Regions from separate parts of the Columba livia genome. Here region 2 is linked to region 1. Evidence: chromatin contacts called from public Hi-C data. All regions are on one chromosome and are shown on one strand. Each heading gives the region's core, a stretch centred on a gene start, on an enhancer-like site or on the middle of the called end of the contact. The rest is flanking DNA. Distances are from core to core; before and after follow the strand shown.

Evidence for each region. Hi-C and Micro-C count contacts between places; a contact is called where the count stands out from the background.
Region 2: a contact with region 1 is called in a Hi-C map of liver, with 2.3 times the contacts expected there. The contact joins the promoter of MEIS2 here to the enhancer-like site in region 1. A contact is called at or near these places in 2 of 2 Hi-C or Micro-C datasets (crop and liver).

The regions. Positions count from the first base shown.
Region 1 is chr5:33,384,272-33,387,913 of bColLiv1.pat.W.v2, reverse strand. No RefSeq gene overlaps it. Among named protein-coding and RNA genes, the nearest start is that of CDIN1, 170 kb to the right of the region's middle. Within about 2 kb of position 2,158, at least 3 of the 3 cell types and tissues checked have an H3K27ac peak away from gene starts, as active enhancers do.
Region 2 is chr5:33,564,019-33,568,171 of bColLiv1.pat.W.v2, reverse strand. It overlaps MEIS2 (Meis homeobox 2), which reads left to right and starts at 2,796. Exons shown (of 14, transcript XM_065064199.1): 1 at 2,796-3,751. The coding sequence starts at 3,740. LOC110358654 (a long non-coding RNA gene) reads right to left here and starts at 2,815. Exons shown (of 2, transcript XR_010472938.1): 1 at 2,502-2,815; 2 at 1-917.

The sequences.
Region 1 (3,642 bases), core at 909-3,408:
TTTATAGAGAAACGGAGAAATGTTTCCATTGAGGAGGACATGTTCCGTAAAAGTCCCTCTCCCTTCTCAAAAATCTCGGAGGGGACTGTGCGGACGGGTGCGGTGTGATGCGCGGAGGGGTGCGGTGGGATGCCCGCGGGACGGGCTGGGCTGGGCTGGGCTGGCACCGGTGTCGCGCCCGCACCGCTGCGGGCGAGAGACAGTGACCGGCCTGCCTGCCCCTCACACATCGTGCGGAGCTGCTCAAACGATCTTTCTGTAAGCCGACGTAGCGCTGCTAAAGGAATATGTCCGGTCCTGGTGGAGACCTTACATATCTGTAGGCATCTGCTTACAGAGATGACTACAAGTTAACACTGGGGCGTAACTGGAAGCCGGAATAGGGCTTGCAGAGACTTTTTTTTTTTTTTTTTCCCCCAGAATATTTGTCTTTACAGGCTACTGCCAAGTAAAATCCCCATCAGAAGGTTGATCCTGAACCCATTTACACGGGGTTAATTCCTCGAGCCACAGGAGAGTTCGTCCCCGGGCCGTGAGATCAGAAATAGGCCCCTATCACCTGGTTTTGTCCGAGACGTGTTTAAAATTCCTTAAATTAGCTCCATGAAGAACCAGGGCAAACTCCTTTGATTAAAGCGACTGTCAGATTCTTCGAGATTAGGAGAGAGAAAACGCAGAGTAGGATGTATTTATTATTTATACTATAGTCCACTGTGAACAGTTGGAAGGAGAGGATTAGAGAGCGTGTTTGAAAGAGAGACAGAGAAAGAGAGAGAGAGAGATGTAACACTCCCGGTGGTTTGGACCAAGCTCCTTCATTTCTCCCCCTTTCTGAGCTTCCCTTGCAGCCACCCCAGCTGTGCTCCCTAAACCGGGGGCCACCAGCTCCTCCTCCCGCTCGCTGCGCCGGCAATCAGCGTCCCGCGTCACTTCATTAACGGCCCGACATTAGTAATCCGATCTCCCTGATTTTCACTCAAGTTTTATATTGTTCTGGTTGAGGCTGGTGCGTGGCACTGAACACAGCTAGTCCTTGGGAAAAAAGAAAGGGGGGGGGGCTTTCCACTTTCAGGCTTGTGTGTGTTTAGAAATGCAGGGTAAGGGAGCAAAACAAAGCCATAATCTAGTTCTCGCCGAGTAATTTACTTTAGGACCTCACTTTAATGGGGACGGGGCATCTCAGCCCTTGTATTTGACTGGAGCGGAGGTGAGGGGAGCCTTATTTTTTTCTGCGGCTCCGGCTCCCCAGTTAGGAAACATTTTCAAATCTATGAGCCTTGAATGGAGAAATACTCGCTGCTAATATGGGACATAGACGAGTGGCAAAAAACCTGAATGGAAACTGTGCGGTAGCTTTGGGAGAAACTAACGATGTGCTTCAGCTCTTGCCATTGCAGGAAAGGAGAGGGGGGGAAACCCCTTCTGATTAATAACTAGCAGGGTAATGTTGAGGGCTTTTTCTGCCCGATTGCCTTTTTGAATTAGAGCCGATTTCTTCACACTTCAATAGGGCCTGTCTCTTTTAAAATGACTGGCAGATTTGTTTCTCCTTTTTTCTTTCCCTGAGACTTAATGATGTAAATTTTCTAATTAGTTAAATCACGTTGCTTAAAGGCCTTAATATTTACCGGGCAAGGAATTATAGTCGCTTTCGGATCTCTCGAAATAACCAGCGAAATAACATTAGGATTTTTAGGAGGGAGGGGGGAACAGTGGAGGGGGGGCTAAGTTGGGGAAATATCACGTAAAACGAGAGCTAAAGTTCAGCCCGGAGCTTCTTCCCTCCTCCCCCACGCCCCCGAACCCGCTTTTATTTTTCAATCAGCTAAGATTTAATTAGGAGCCCCCAGGCCGGACGATCTGATATTTTCTCATTAGTTTCCCATCAGTAATCTTGAGTGTTAGATTGGCTTAAAGGTTGTCAACATTTGACCAATTTTATTTAAGGCAAAGAAATCACGCATTATAGCTCCGGGACCCGAGATCGGAAAATAAATCCTGCCCGGATCAGCGGAACTAACAGGCGAAAAAAATGTTGACAATTCATCGTTGTATTTAATAAGTTGCATAATGTATAGTACACACACGCACACGCACGCACACGCAGGGGGAGAGGCACGGGGACACCCGTGCGGCGGAGCGCGTGCACGGGGCGTCCAGCGCCCGGGAACACGCACAGCTGGACGGAGGGCTGTGACGCTGTGCTAGTGTGTGTGTATGTGTGTGTGTGTACACGCGTGTGTCTTGTGTGTATACGCGTGTTCGTGGGCGGGCGCGCGGCGCGGCGGCGCGAGCTCCCAGGCGCAACGTCGGAGCGCCCCCTGCTGGCCGCACCTGGCACCGCCGCGGAGGAGCCCTCCGCCCGCGCTGCGCGCTTCCCTGCGCGCCGGTGTGTAGGGTAGATGCGCGGCTCAAGGGGCGCGCAAGCAGCGGGGCGCGCCCGCGCCCACTTCTGCGTACAGACCGCAGGTGACAGGGAAGCGCCTCCGCTGGCCCGCGCCTGCCTTTGAGCCTGGGAGGACCGTAACATAAACTGTTTACTAAACTGTCCTTTTCCTTTCTTTGGGAGCGCAGAGCTGCTGATAGCGGCTACGGGCGGCTGATAAGGAGGATAAACAGCTTTTGTAGCCCCCGCCGTTTACTTGGCGTCTCGCTTGGCAGCGCGCATGGGGAGGACGGGGGTCCCACGCCTGCTCCACGCGGGCAGCGCGACCCTGCTCGCCCCACGGGCCCTGCGGCAAGGCGGGCCGTGCTCGGGGGCCTCCACCCGAGCTTGGCTCTCCGCTCCCCGGCACCCCGCACGGCCTCCACTGCGCGCTTGGCCGCAGGCGCGTAGCAAAGCAACTGGGGGGAATGAAAAGGGCAATAAACCATTGCCAAATGGGTGTCACATGACCCCGGTAATTTATAGGTAAGCCCGCAGTTTTATGTTTATTGAAAACACGACAGAAGGGTAAAACCAACTGATCTGCCGCGATTTCACCCCAGACTTTTTTCCTCAGAGAGAGGTGGCTATTCCGCACCCTCCTCCGCCGTCCATGCTCTCACCGGCGCCTCCGCGGAGGACAGGGGAAAGCGGCCGGGCAGGAGCGCGGGGTACGCAGAGCCCGGCGCGGCTCCACAGCGCTGCGAGCCCGGCCCGGTCCCGGCCGCGACCCCGTGGGGAGGCGGGCCGGGGCGGAGGTGTGCGGGAGAGCGCTGCCGCCGCCGCCCACCGCGGGGTCCGGCCCTGGCGACGGGAGCCGCGCTGAGCGCCCGTGGGTGCCGGCCCGGCGGAAGGCTCCGCTCTGGCTGGGGCAGCGCGGGGTGCGCAGCGAGGGCAGAGCTCTGCTCGTCAGCCGCAAATACAATCATGAATCGCCCGCGTTTGAAAAGGCAACCTAGTCTCTTTGTACACCAGGATACCACAGTTACATATTTATGGTTTAAAGGGTTATTTTGCCCATTAAAAAAAAATGGCACAAAACCAGCACTCAAACCTGCATCTAGTCCTGTTTGTTCAGGGCTGTGCCTAGACAGAGTCCAGCCAAAACAATGCTTTGCAGAAGATCTGCCTTGCTCGGCCAAAAGAGTAGTTGCTCAAATTTATTTTCTTTCACAAAATGTGCGTGTAAGGAAACGGGGGAGAATGGAAGAGAATAT
Region 2 (4,153 bases), core at 1,547-4,046, 180 kb before region 1:
AAAAAAAAAAAGGTGAAAGAAGCAGCACTGAACACTGCAAAAACCTTTGGCTGCTTTTTTTGCAGCTTTGATTTTAGATTGCTTTCTAACAATTTCTTAGTCAATAAAACCAAGACCTACAGGGACTTACATGAAAAACAGAATTATGAAAAAGAAATCAGGTCTAAAATTAAATTCATAGCAATTAAGATCTTTCTTCTATGGCAGACAAGTCATCTAAAAACTTCTTTTTGAGAATAAAAACTATAAACCTCTCCTATAGCTTGAGATCCGAACAAATATATAGAGCCTTCAATAGAGCTAGATTACTTTTGCACGGCCACATTACATGGAAAGACCTCTTCTATTTGAAGCTATTTGAAATAAGACACACTTCTATATCTCAAGTGGCAAGACTGTAGGTTTGCACTGCCTTAGTTAAAAAACAAGTTTGAAAGCTACAAATATTTAAAATACATTATCTAAGGTGGCTGTATGGGCTGTATTCACAACCAAATGATTCCATGCACGTTTAGAAATCTGGCATCTTTGGGGCAAAGGGTGAGTGGGAGAGAAAAAACCAAATAGCTTTCACCGATTACTAGATCTCTTAAAAAATCTGTTAGAAAACTACAGCTGTAAAAGTAGGAAAGGATTTGCATAACCTACTGCTCTGTAGGTCTCCGTGCACCCAAAGGATTAGCCAAGCATTCATTACCATGAATATCTTGAATTACGTTACCGATTTATACGACAGAGTATAAAATACTGCACAAGAAGACTGGCTTTTTCCCTGTGAAATGAATCGACTTAACCACTGCTTGAAAGAGATCTACATACTAAGGGCATTTTTACTCACCTCTCTTTACAGTCCCGTGAAAGTCAGTCACAGCAATTCGGTTGTTCTTAGGACTAGCTTTAATCTTGGAGGAGATCCTCTAGGAAAAAAACAACGGGTCTGCTCTCTCCGGCTTCTGGCGGGTTTTAAGCAGGGCACAATTCTGGCTAAAAGTAGGAGAAGGACTTTTCTCCTTATTCCCTCTATATTTGTGAATAGAGCCCTGCTCTGCAGGGTCCGGCGCTATCGGAACACGCAGGAATGCCCACTGGCGTTTGTCAGCCCTCCACACTATCTTTCTTTATATGTGAGGGCTGATTTCCCGCAGACATCATTGTTATGATGGCTCATTTAATCAAACTGTTTAATTGCTCCGGTAATCACTATCATCATCACAGGTACTCAATCATTCATCATTTTGGAGGGGTTTATTGACCTCTGGAGCTCATTCCGTACGCCTATTAAAATCAGGCCAAATATCTATAACTACCCCTTGAGTAATTTTCTTAAAGTTAAAAAAAAATCTTAAAACCATCGTCGTCATCACGAAAAGCAAAACAAACGCAAATAAAAACTATTTGAATAATTCATATTTTTCCTGCCGTGTATTTTTAAAAGCCATCAATGTATGAGGCCACATTCACAACTGGGTACATAATCATTGATAAATCCCACTATTAACGGTATAGTCTGTTTTAGATTTTATGTGCAGGGGACCGTGAACGAGGGTGGGGGGTTGGGAGGACAAAACTGCAGCAATCGATAGTTTGACCATCGCTCCTCCCCTAAACTTCAAGCATCCCCCATGATTGATGATCCCGGGTAGCTTTGGTAATTGACTGCTCGGAGGTAAGGCACGGTTTAGCTCCGGCAAAGTGATTGGGCGAGAGAAACACACCAAAATTAACGTCTGTGTGTGTGCGTGCGTGTGTGTTTGGAAAAGTTCATTTGGTGCTCAAGGGGGGGGGGGGGTGCATCATCGCACTTAATTTGCTAAATAACCCCATTGTAATTAGCACCACCATTAGAAGGCATTACCGAACTAATACTTCAGCACGCATTCCACAAGCGCAGCGTCGATATACGGCAAAGTCCAGCAACATACACACGTAAATACAGCGCTCGCCGCCGGATCCGCTCAAAAAGAACATGCAAACAAAAATCTACATAACATCTGGATCTCTCCTACAAAAGGCTGAGCATGACTTTGTTTTTAAGCCCTTTTCAAAGCCTGGCAGCCTAATCGCAAAACTAAAAAGGGATTTCCCCCTCTTCCCCCCCCTGAGCATCTCCCCCCAAGACATCCACAGCGCGCTTGATAGCAGCGATCACTTTATGAAGAGCGGTGCCAAACACGGTTTGAATGAGGCTTTCTCGTCATGCCCTGGAAAATTAATTTTTAGAAAAGCACAATGAATTGTCAAAGGAAAGAAACCACACTTGCAACATAACATGCTGGCGGAGAGGCGCGTACTTGGCCGGAGCAGGCTCGCTTCCCGGGGAAGATCAACTTTGCGCGCCCCCCCGTACGCTGTAGCTCTCCGTGCCCCCGGACTCGCATACTCTTCGCCGCAACAGCGATAGCCGGCGATTTAAATAAATAATTCAGCGCATAAATCAGACACTAAACATCGCGGTTAATCGGAAGGTATTTTGTTGCTAAAATAATCTAGCGCAAACCAACCCGGGGCTGGGCTTCTATCGCACTTTTCTTCTCGCTCTCTGCAGTTTTCCCCTGCCTCTCCCCCCTCTCGCACACACGCACTCTCCCTGTCCTTCCTCCCCTCCCTCCCTCCCTTTCTGCTCCCTCCCTCCCTCCCTCCCTCCCTCTCTCTCGCACGCTCGCTCGCTCGCTCCTTCCTACACGCGTTGCTTCGCTCGGGGCAGGGGCTGCTGCGCGGCTCCCCCCGCGCGGCGCCGCGGCCGCCCTGCCGCGCGCTGCGCATCACCGGCGCTCCGCCGGCTGGGCCGCCCCGCGCCCCGCGCCCGCGCCCCGCGCTCCGCCGCCGCTCCCCGCCGCCGCCGCTCCCCGCCGCCGCCGCCGCCGCCGCCGCCGCGCTGCAGGACTGGCTATGGCCACCACTACTTCCGGGTTCCGTCACTTCATTCTCCCGCCGATCAGCGCTGCAAAACTGAGCCTCTTCTATAAGGCAGCCAGCAGCCAACCTGCCAACACTTACTGACACTCACTCATCTCAGAGAGCGAGAGAGAGAGGGAGACAAAATACCTACCGGGAGGAGGAAAAAAAAAAAAAAAGAGAGAGGGGGAAGTCCGGGCTTTGCAAACTATTCAATTTTTCTTCGCATCTTTCCCCATCCCCCTTCACAGTACTTAAAAAAAAAAAAAAAAGAAAAAACAAACAAACAACAACAAAAACCAGCCCTATAGCGATCCTAAAAGGCAAAACCCGAGCGCGGAGTTACTGGAAGAAGAAACCGGGGTTAAAAAGATTCCTCCTCTCTTCTTCATCATCATCAACCATCATTCATTCACTACCTTGACATTCCCTGGCTTTGATTGACAGCTGGAGTGGCAAAAAGCCATGAGACACGACAGTTTGGTTACATGTGGGTTGCTGACGGGCCGATCGTAACCTTCAGTTTGGGGGCTTGACAATTTTTTTTTTTTTTTTTTCTGTAGAGAAAGAAAAAAGGAAAAAGAGAGAGAGAAAAAGGAAAGAGAGAGAGAAAAAAGAAGAAAACACAGAAACTCATCGTGGTTCTTGACTGTTTTTTATATATTGTTGTTGTTGTTATTGTTGTTATTATTATTATTTACCCATATTGGAGGATAGGAGAAGTCTATAAGTGGGTTGCAAAAAAAAAAAAAAAAAGGAATCTTCTTCACTCTAAATCACTTTCTTTGCTGGACTGGGATATTAAATATACGACACATCCAGGAGTTTATTGGAGCGCAGACTGATGGCGCAAAGGGTAGGTTTAAATCTCCAACACTTACCTATATATAAATCCTCTCTTAAGAGGGGCCTGTCCGATTTGCTCTCCTCTGTTGCTGCTGATGATGGCGGCCACTATTAAAAAATAGCAGCAAAAATTATTCACTAGCTTTTTGTGTGTGTGCGTGAGTGTCTCTCTGTGTGTGTCTCTCTCTGCAATTGTTCCACGCTTTTTTCCTCTCTAGCTTTTCCCCCAGCAGCGCGATTTCCCTGCTCTCTGCCTGCTCAGTAGCACGGGTTTCACAGGGGAAAGCTCGCTGCTGCTGCTGCTGCTGCCGTTACAGCCGCTGCCTAGGAAAGACTAAGAAACACATATGTGTGTTTGTGTATATACGGACGTATATATATGTATACACATATAGCTGCCTTGTGTTTTTTT